Linked DNA regions of Xenopus tropicalis: region 1 is linked to region 2. The links are chromatin contacts, called in public Hi-C maps. All regions are on one chromosome and are shown on one strand. Each heading gives the region's core, a stretch centred on a gene start, on an enhancer-like site or on the middle of the called end of the contact. The rest is flanking DNA. Distances are from core to core; before and after follow the strand shown.

The links. Hi-C and Micro-C count contacts between places; a contact is called where the count stands out from the background.
Region 1: a contact with region 2 is called in a Hi-C map of neurula embryo, with 2.3 times the contacts expected there. The contact joins the promoter of gchfr here to the promoter of rpusd2 in region 2. A contact is called at or near these places in 3 of 5 Hi-C or Micro-C datasets (brain, neurula embryo and tailbud embryo).

What each region holds. Positions count from the first base shown.
Region 1 is chr8:115,143,655-115,148,371 of UCB_Xtro_10.0, forward strand. gchfr (GTP cyclohydrolase I feedback regulator) reads left to right here and starts at 2,770. Exons shown (of 3, transcript NM_213715.1): 1 at 2,770-2,817. The coding sequence starts at 2,782.
Region 2 is chr8:114,978,925-114,983,664 of UCB_Xtro_10.0, forward strand. rpusd2 (RNA pseudouridylate synthase domain-containing protein 2) reads left to right here and starts at 2,654. Exons shown (of 3, transcript XM_002940499.5): 1 at 2,654-3,196; 2 at 3,453-3,749; 3 at 4,603-4,740. The coding sequence starts at 2,750. LOC100216173 reads left to right here. Exons shown (of 8, transcript NM_001142142.1): 8 at 1-1,152.

The DNA of each region.
Region 1 (4,717 bases), core at 1,520-4,019, 160 kb after region 2:
TACTTCCTCATTCAGCGCATCATTTACTGTTTTTTCTTATGGATATGAACGGTGTCAAGCCCTTCTAAAACCACCCTGTTCATTCTTTTAAACTAAACCTAAAGGGGAAGGTCCTGAAAAGAAACATTCTATTATACCCCATGATATCTGCAATTTTACGCAGAAAAATGCACAAGTTGAAACTGACAATGCTGGCCCAGAATTCATTTTCCTTGTGATCAGAATCATAATGTGTAATATTTGCTATGGAATTCTCAGGGTGCTAATGCTATGGGGCATGTTTAGTTTCTTGCCTCAAGCGGCAGCGCCCAGTGGGTTATTAGGGGTGGCATCAGAAAGGACGCCATGGGTGGCACAGGAGCAAGGATCTCCCCTGTTGTATTCAGGCCATGTTTTTCCCCCAGTTTCTAGAATCAGGTCTGTACCATAACACATTGCTCTGGAGGCTCTTTTATGTAGCAGCTTGCCCAGACCTCTTATCAAAGGCACCATGGACAGTATGCAATAAAATACATGAATGGAACCAAAAATTTGAAAAATAAGACTACAAAATCACATCTGGCACAGTAACAATTTTCATTAGAGTGTTTATTACAGTGCAGACTTAAGACCACCTTAAAGTGGCACAAAATAACTGCTTGTTCAACAATAAATGTTATTCCAGTGTGCAGTAGTGCAAATAACAAACAAGAAATCTTTTTGCTGTTGGTGGGCAAGTTGTATGTGCAAAACAAGCTGTATATCAACTACATGCAAAGGAAAACTTATTGTTGGCATTGGGTGTAATTTTCCATGAATGCCTTTTCTTACATTCCCCCATATAGTTTGTTTCTTCTTACTCTCTAATTTGATTTGCCATGCTTGGCTCTGGCTGCACCTGATCATTTAAACACATTCAGATATTCAGGCTGCTCTATAGCCTTCCTAGTTTTGAGGACCAAATGGCCATTCAAAGCTGTAAGGTGTTGTGTAAGTTTGCATAATGTTGTGTTAGCGGATTCAGCCATTTGTAAGGATAGCTAGGGTAGAAGGGGAAAAAATGGGATTATAAATGGAATTTAGCCAAGGTAACATTGAGTGACATAATATTAATAAATTATTTTTTTAATTTTTATTATGTGCCACCTACAGTCTTGATTTAACTGTGCTTGTATTTGCCTGCTGTAGACCTTCAGTTGCTGTTACCCCTTGCTGCTCATGTTTCACACTCTCCAGTTGAACACTTGCAATCCAGGCTGCCTGCCAGAGTGATATAGGGTAATGATATAGGGTAGAAATATAAACTGAGCTGCCCTTGGACCCTCAGTCTCCTAGAATAACCCTACTGCTTACAGTGGCTGAGAGTAATCTTCCATTCTCAGCACTACATTATTTGCATCACAAGCAAAGCTGCATAATACATCACTACCCATGTACCTAAGATATTGCTCTGGATACTCTTTTAGGGTGAAGACACACAGAGCTACTAGTAGCAGCTACTTGTTGTGGCCACTAAAATAGACAATGCTGATCATTTAATGACAATTGTCTCTACGTGTGTTTTAGCAAAGGCAATTCTCAGTATTGCCTATGGCAGGGTATTTTCTAGTGTTTAGTAGCCACGAAAAAGTAGCTGTTACTAAGTAGCTCAGTGTGTCTTCACCCTTAGATAGCAGCTTGCCCATACTAAGAAAGCCTTTTAACTCTATAAATGTATTGCTACCTCTGGCATAACATGCACTTGCATGGGAAGAGAAAGGAAGTGCCACACATCAGGCCTGGACTGGCAGTCTGTGGGTTCAAATGCCAGAGGAGCTGCTGTAAGTTGCTATTTATTAGGCTCCATGTGTGGACCTCTGTGTACTGGAAATGCCTGTTCTGAATACCAGACCTGCCACACACTTAAGCTGGCCATACACGTGGCGATCTAACGATCCGCCACACACAGTCAGGGCTGAAACAGCAGATAAGGAGGTAGAAACAATAGGATTTCTACCTCCTTCTGCCGATTCAGCCCTGAGGGCAGATTTTGGTCAGGCGCCTTCTATGGCGCCCGTTCAAAATTTTCTAACCTGGCCGATCGGCGAGTCGTCCAATATCAGCAGCTTCCTGCGATATCGGTCGACTCGCCGACATACCATACACCACCGAATATCGTACGAAACGAGGTTTTGTACGATAGTATCGGTGCGTGTATGGCCAGCTTAAGGTGACTGCCACTTGACTTGCCCAAGGGAAGGAGTGAATGATGTGCATTTACAGGTGGGGAGGAGGGGCTGGTGCAGGCAGGGTAGGTTCAGCTGAGCAGGAAAGGATTGTGCCTGCAATACAGACTGGGGAAGCACTGAAGGAGGTGAGTATTTTCCCTGCCGTTCCTTCCTCCGGATCCCTGTATCTCAGGGGCTGCACTAGCTCCCCGGGTCCGTTCCTAGTCTCCCTGCTACACAGCCATCTTTCTCTGCTCCACTAACACACAGACCCGGCTCAGTAATAATGAACCCATAACCCCTCACCCCCCAGCCTCACTGCTGCATTAGCTGACTTGCCAAACAAAGGAAAGCTTATGGAGCTTGGCCAGCAAATAGCCACACACATGTTACTGTAATCTGCTTTAGCAGCCCCTACGGTACCAACCAACCGGTTCTTCTCCTCCAGCGAACGGGCTTCCGTGTACGTCACAGTGACATCAGAGGCAGGAACGCCTGGCTATTGGCTGAGTGCTAAAGGTCGTCTGCTTAGCTGGTAGCAGGCAGGTAGAGTGGCAATAAGCAGGAGCGAGTCGTGCCGAGAGCAGCAGCCAGCATGCCCTATGTACTCATCAGCACCCAGATCCGTATGGTGAGTGGGAGCAGCGAGTGGGGATGTGCCTGCTGTGCTGCCATTGCTTTGCATGGTGTATGTGTCTCTCTATACCTGCCTCTTGGCATTGCTCTTTTCATTTTCCTGTCATTCATTAACACAACAGTTTCCTTCTGCAGCAAGAAAGGAAAATATGTTACTTTCTGTAAGGCGACTCTTATATATATATATATATGTATGTATGGAATGTTCCATGTGAATGCATTAGGCCGGGTTAGTGTAACAGCAGCAATGTGATTAGCAATAGCAAACAGTCACTTATTTGCTTTCCAAAGCTGATTCCTAATGGTTTGGCACTGCTGATAGTAATTCAGCCCCAGGGGCACAATGGTGGGATCTGCCTCAGCCCTTCAGCTGTTACTGGATTAGAAATACCTGGATCTGCTGACAGCGGAATAGTCTGAGATGACACTGGATTTACAAATCCCTGCGCTAGGAAATCACTTCCTGTTATACGGAAACCCAGTATCCACACATTATTGCAGTACAAATTCTCACTGTGTCCTGCTTAAAAAAATAACTTTATTTTTTACTTATTTGTTTTTTTCTGTAATAATAAGCCAGTGCAGGTATAGGACCCCTTATCCAGAATGCTCGGGACCAAGGGTATTCAGGATAAGGGGTCTTTCCGTAATTTGGGTCTCCGTACCTTAAGTCTACTAAAAAAATCAATAAAACATTAATTAAACCGAATATGATTGCTTTGCATCCAGTAAGGATTAATTTTATCTTAGTTGGGATCAATTACAAGGAACTGTTTTATTATTACAGAGAAAAAGGGAATCAGGTTTAAAATTCTGAATTATTTGATTAAAATGGGAGACTGCATTCCGTAATTCGGAGCTGTCTGGATAACGGATTTCCAGATAAGGGATCCCATACCTGTACCTTGTACGTGATGGTAAATAAGTTGCATAAATCCATATGAGAGGTGAAAAAAATCCTATTTTTTTATTTTTTAATTATTACTCTTTTTTTGGTAGACGTAGGGTATGGTGATCCATATAATCAGGAAACCCCAGATCTTAATCCTCTTGTAAAGGTTTTACTCCTGGCATTTACAATTACACACACAATCGAAGGTCACTTCAAAGGTAGCTGTAAGCATGTTATATAATGTCCTTTTATTCTTTAACTGGTCTTTATTTTTATTTTTTTTATAGTTTTTGAAATATTTGCCTTCCTCTTCTGCTGCTTCCCAGATTTCAATTAGGGGTCACTGACCCCGGCAATAGTCATGTGGGTGGCAGCTTCCAAATTTATACTTGCGCCTGCCCTGCTCCTTTCGTGACGTCATTGGCGGGGCAGGTACAGGTCTATAAATAGAGGGTAGAAGCCGGGTCGGGTAGGCTTCACCTGGCAACAGTCTTTCCCTGTGCCTGCACTTGGGGCCATTGAGTTATTAACTCAGGTACAGGCACATGGAGAGGATATTGATATGAAATGCACACTTGCACTTTTCAGCACTGAAATCCATTCAATGTGCTTGCAGCAGGTCCAATGCAATGGCTCTGGGTGCAGGCACAGCACCCAGATTTATGCCAGCGTAGGTAGGGTTACCACGTGACTGGTATGTTATCAGCGCAAATGATACTTGTTGCCAATGTTAATAATAAGGAAGAAAGGAATCTGATATAGGAAGGCTGCTGATATTAAAATGATAACCCCAAGTTTGAGCTGCACGAGATTTGCCATTGTACTACAATCCAGTTTTTCTTGCTTATTGGCAGGTTGGCCAGAAGTGAGCGAACTGGAAGATATCCCAGCAGCATTCCATAGCCAGCCAAACTGAATTAGTAAATGCACTGCTGCTTCTCACTGTGAGATAGACACATTAAGGACACCACCATTCCTGTTATTATGCTAGCTTTAAAGGACA
Region 2 (4,740 bases), core at 1,404-3,903:
GTACAGAACTGGACTAGAATCACCAAACTAACCAATCAGAATTTTGTATCTGTAGTGACATGTACAAGTCATTTTGAATAGAGAAAACCAGTCGGATAACTAGCGAAACATTTTCAAGAGAATAAACACAGCAAGTCCAGTTGAATTGACTTATTACTGCAGATATATCATGACCTGGATGAATGAAAACCTTTACAGACAATCACAATCTTGGTTCTTATTCATTTTATCATGGTTGACAAAATGCTGACTGGTTAGTATGGGATATTACTTCAGCCCTGTTTCTCAGCCTTGGATCCCCAGTTGTTGAACTATAACTCCTAGCATAAATGAATCCTTTATCAGATGTTGAAGACCATGGGGGTTGTAGTCCAGCAACATGGGAACCCAAGGTTAAGAAACAGAGTACTATGGAATACATCTATTTTTGTAATCCTGCTCAATGTCCCCTTTAAGCCCCGATTAATTTTAACACCAGCCCACACAGCCAATTGTGGTGCACACAGAGGTTTTAACTCAGCAGTTTTTGCACCCATGCAAAAGCTATTTTGTTCTGTGTTGAAATCTTACCAACACTCCACTAATATAAGCGCTCCAGTTATGCAAGGCAGCTTGATTGTATATAGCCTGGAGGCCTCTTGTACAACAGGGCCACAAAGTCCTATGTTTTCTGCCCATAAGGCATCTTGACAACCCTTCTCAGTGGCACAGCTGTTTGTGTTCCTTGGTCTGTGTATGCAGTACTGTATGCATAGAGGCAAGGAGTGGGGTCACTTGGTAAGCTCTTCCTTGTGTCATTAATGGCATGTAAAGAAGGGGTGATGGGGGTCAAAGGCACTCCAGAACCCTATACTTAATGCCAGAGTTGGGTCAAGTAGTATTGGCATTCCAGGCAATATGCTGTGCTGCAAGGTGCAGAGCACAGTCTGTACAACCTGTGCCTAATGGTAAAACAGTGACTCCTATAAATAAAGAACAACACATAACTTACTGTGGGATGCAGCAGCCGCTGGACTCACTTGTTTAGATGTCTTTTGGAATATTTGTACCATGAAACATTGGACTGTAAATAATATACATGCTTGTATCTACTCTGAGACTGCTGTACAAGTGTTCATGTAAAGGGTTTAATAAAGCTTTAATCAAAATGTATCTCTATGCTCAACATGAAGGTTGTACAAAAAGAACTGTGTGACTCCTGACCATGTTTGCTGGATGCCATTAATTGCTTTCTTGCAGTATGTTAACTTTTTGATAAATCTGTCCCTAAGTGTTAGAGATGAGAGGAAGAAGATACCTGCCCTGTAGAGCTTACAATTGAAATGGGAGAGTAACTTACAGACTGTAATTGGAGGATATTAAGTGCTGTAGGTTACAGTGGGTGACACTGCAATAGTGCCAGAACTGGGTCAGGTCTCCTTCAGTTTAGTTCTGCAGAGACTGAGGGAGGATTCTTTCCGGAGGAATTCAGGGAGGGCATTCTGAATATAAGGAGCAGCAAGGCAGAAAGGTTTAAGATGGGAAAGGGCATTAGTAGTAGTAGTAGTAGTAGTAGTGGGGGGGGGGGGGTCCTAGCTGCCTCAGGCGGCCAAGTTCATGCCACCCCCTTGCTCCCACCGTGCTTAGGTTTTCTGTATCAGAGGAGGCCCGCATCACATTTTGGCTGTTTAAGTTACCAGGCCCTGGGTGCAACCAAGCAGTTCTGAGAGGAGCGGAGGAGTTGGCCAGGAATGTATGGAGACACACGAGAAGGTATGTAGTGAGATGGAGAGCTTTAAATGTTAGAGGAGTTTGTAATATATTCTTTGCATTATAGAAAGCCATGATAAGGACCTCAGCAGGGGAGGGGCCTGTTGCCCCTTTTGCCTCACGTACATAAACCCTATATACCAACATCAATACTAACTGTAGATATTAGTATTGCAATAGCCTATAATATGATGCTTGTTCAAGAACTCATCCAAGTCCCTTGGTACACTAAAGAGTGGGGTGTCACAGTTTGGCAAATTGGCACAGGTAGAGTAAATCTGCACCCCCCCCCCTCAAAAAACAAAAATACCCGTAACTTACTTTAGAGATAACTTGTTTTATTGTATAGACAACTGAATTCTATGACCATTTTATATTTATTTTATTTCATTTTTTGTTCTACTGATGTCAGCCTTGGATCTGGTTGCTACCCTAGCATCCAGGAAGCAGCTTGGAATTCAAAACGGAAGATAAATAGTAGAGGTAAATAAGACCTAAAATAATAACAATAATTATATAAAGGCCTCCCAGGTAATCTTTCACTTGGTTGCCATGGTCAGTGACCCCAAAAAACAGTATTTGCAGCTTTAACCTGAATGAGCCAGAATAAAGCAGCAACTAATGGAAAAAAAATACTAAATAATGAAGAGCAGTTGAGGAGATGCTTTTAACAAGCCAAGCTATAATAGACTAAAAGTGAACATACAGATACAATCATGGTTCACTCCACGGGAAAATATGTTGTAATTAGGACCTAAGTCACCTGACCCTTTCCCTCACAGTTACTGTCAGCTTAAATTCTGCTGCAAGGCAATCACATCCTCAAATAAAATAATAATTAACAATAACATTAATTAGCACATCCTAAAAATCTCACCCTGGAATTGGGTGCCTTGGGCGCCACTAGGGGTCGCTAGATTACACGCTTTAGCCTGGAGTTGCCTCGTGACGTCATCAGCGTGCGCCGGTACAGCTGTCGCTTCCATGTGTCTGGCAGGGCATGATTAGAGCCCAGTCAGCAAGGTGGCTAGTGGCACTGGGCAATAGGTTTGTAGCCGCTGTCATGTCGGAAGGGTCGCTTAAAAGAAAAGAGCCCAATGGCGAGCCTGGGGAGGGTGCAGGGAAGCGGAGGCACAAGAAGCGGAAGGCCGCGGGAGATGGGGACCGGCATGTGCCGCCTCCGGTAAAGCGGAAAGTAGGGGTGAGCTTCGGGGACGAGCACTTCAGAGAGACGGAGACCTACTTGGAGAACGGGCTGCGCAAGGTCCGCCCTTACTACTTTGATTTCGAGACCTACTGCAAAGGCCGATGGGTAGGGAAGAGTCTGCTGGAGGTGTTCGGCAAGGAGTTCCGGGCGGAGCCGCTGGAGTATTATGAGCAGGCGGCCCAGGCTGGCAGGCTCAGGCTTAACGAGGAGACAGTCCGGGATCTGAATGTTGTGCTCAAGGTGGGGTTATGGGTCTGCCTGGGATTCTGTCAGTGTATGTGTGTGCTTATTCCTTTGTACGGGTCCCCTACCCTGAGCTGTGTATGGGGCCTGCTCTCTATTTAGCATTTTCCCTGTCCTCCCTGTCTGGGCTCTGTACCTCTTTATGTATCAGTCACACTGAACTACTCATTCTATTTGTAGCCCTCTCTCTGCACAACTTATGAAATGTCCAAGTCCAATTTAACCTTCTCAAATGTGTTTATTTGTATTACAGAATAACGATTTCCTTAGGAACACTGTGCATCGCCATGAGCCTCCCGTTACGGCTGAGCCGCTGCGTATCCTAGCAGAGAACGATGAGATGGTTGTCATAGATAAGCCTTCTTCCCTGCCTGTCCACCCATGTGGCCGCTTCCGACACAACACGGTCATATTCATCTTGGGCAAGGAGTACAATTTGAAGGGGCTGCACACTATTCATAGGCTGGACCGCATGACCTCTGGGGTGCTCATGTTTGCCAAGACCTTAGAAGTGTCTAAGAAGATTGATGAGCAAGTGCGCCAGCGTCAGGTAAGGAGGGACAGAACCGAGTGCTTCTGGGGAGTTAAGGTACTGTGTACCTTGAAATTACTAATACTATGTAGTAATAGATATCTATAAGTACCGTTCTGTCTAACCGTGTCTATCACATATATGCTTGTTGTCTAGATATCTAAAGTATCCAATCTGCAGGTAGCATTTACTGGTCTTTTGATTGGTTGCTATGGGTTACTAGATGTGGACAAACGTAAGACTTATTACATTAAACTGTTAGTGCTAAAGTTGCTTATAACTTTGTTTATTGAACAAGTTTTATATTGTATTTATATTGTGAGGCAAGAATTGCACAAAATGACTTGTCAGGTCATATGACATTGTAACACTATTACAGCTACTATTAGTGAGTCAGAGCAAGACACGTGCCCCTGGGATCATTGAACTGAGTGGTGATTAAGTGAGATTGTAGAAAGAGCAGGACAAACCGTTGAGAAAAGGAGCACACAGGACAGAATAGGAGAAAAGTAACTGTGGGGGTATATCATAAGGAAAGGGTACAGAACAGCAAGATAAGAGAAGATAAAAGGAGACATAGGCAGATAGAAGAAAACGTTTTGTAGCTAGAACGGAGATGAATGAAAGAAAGGTACATAAAGGTAATAAATATACCAAAGGAGATGGTAAAGAAAAAGGGCAACCTAAGCAGCAGAAATGACCAGCCATTGCAGACTGCAGTATGACATAGGAAAGCAGACGGTGGACAAGGCACAATCCTGAGGGGGGGGACACCTAAATAAATAATAAAAGCACGTCATGCAGTGATGGGCGGGTTACAGTTTGTACACCAAACACTTAGTACTCTCATCTTCTTGTCTCCTGTTTGCAGCTAGAGAAGGAGTATGTGTGCAGAGTATGTGGCGAATTTCCTAAAGAAGAGGTGACCTGTGAGGAGCCCATATTTGTTGTCTCCTACAAGATTGGGGTGTGCCGTGTGGATCCCAAAGGGAAACCTTGCAAAACTGTC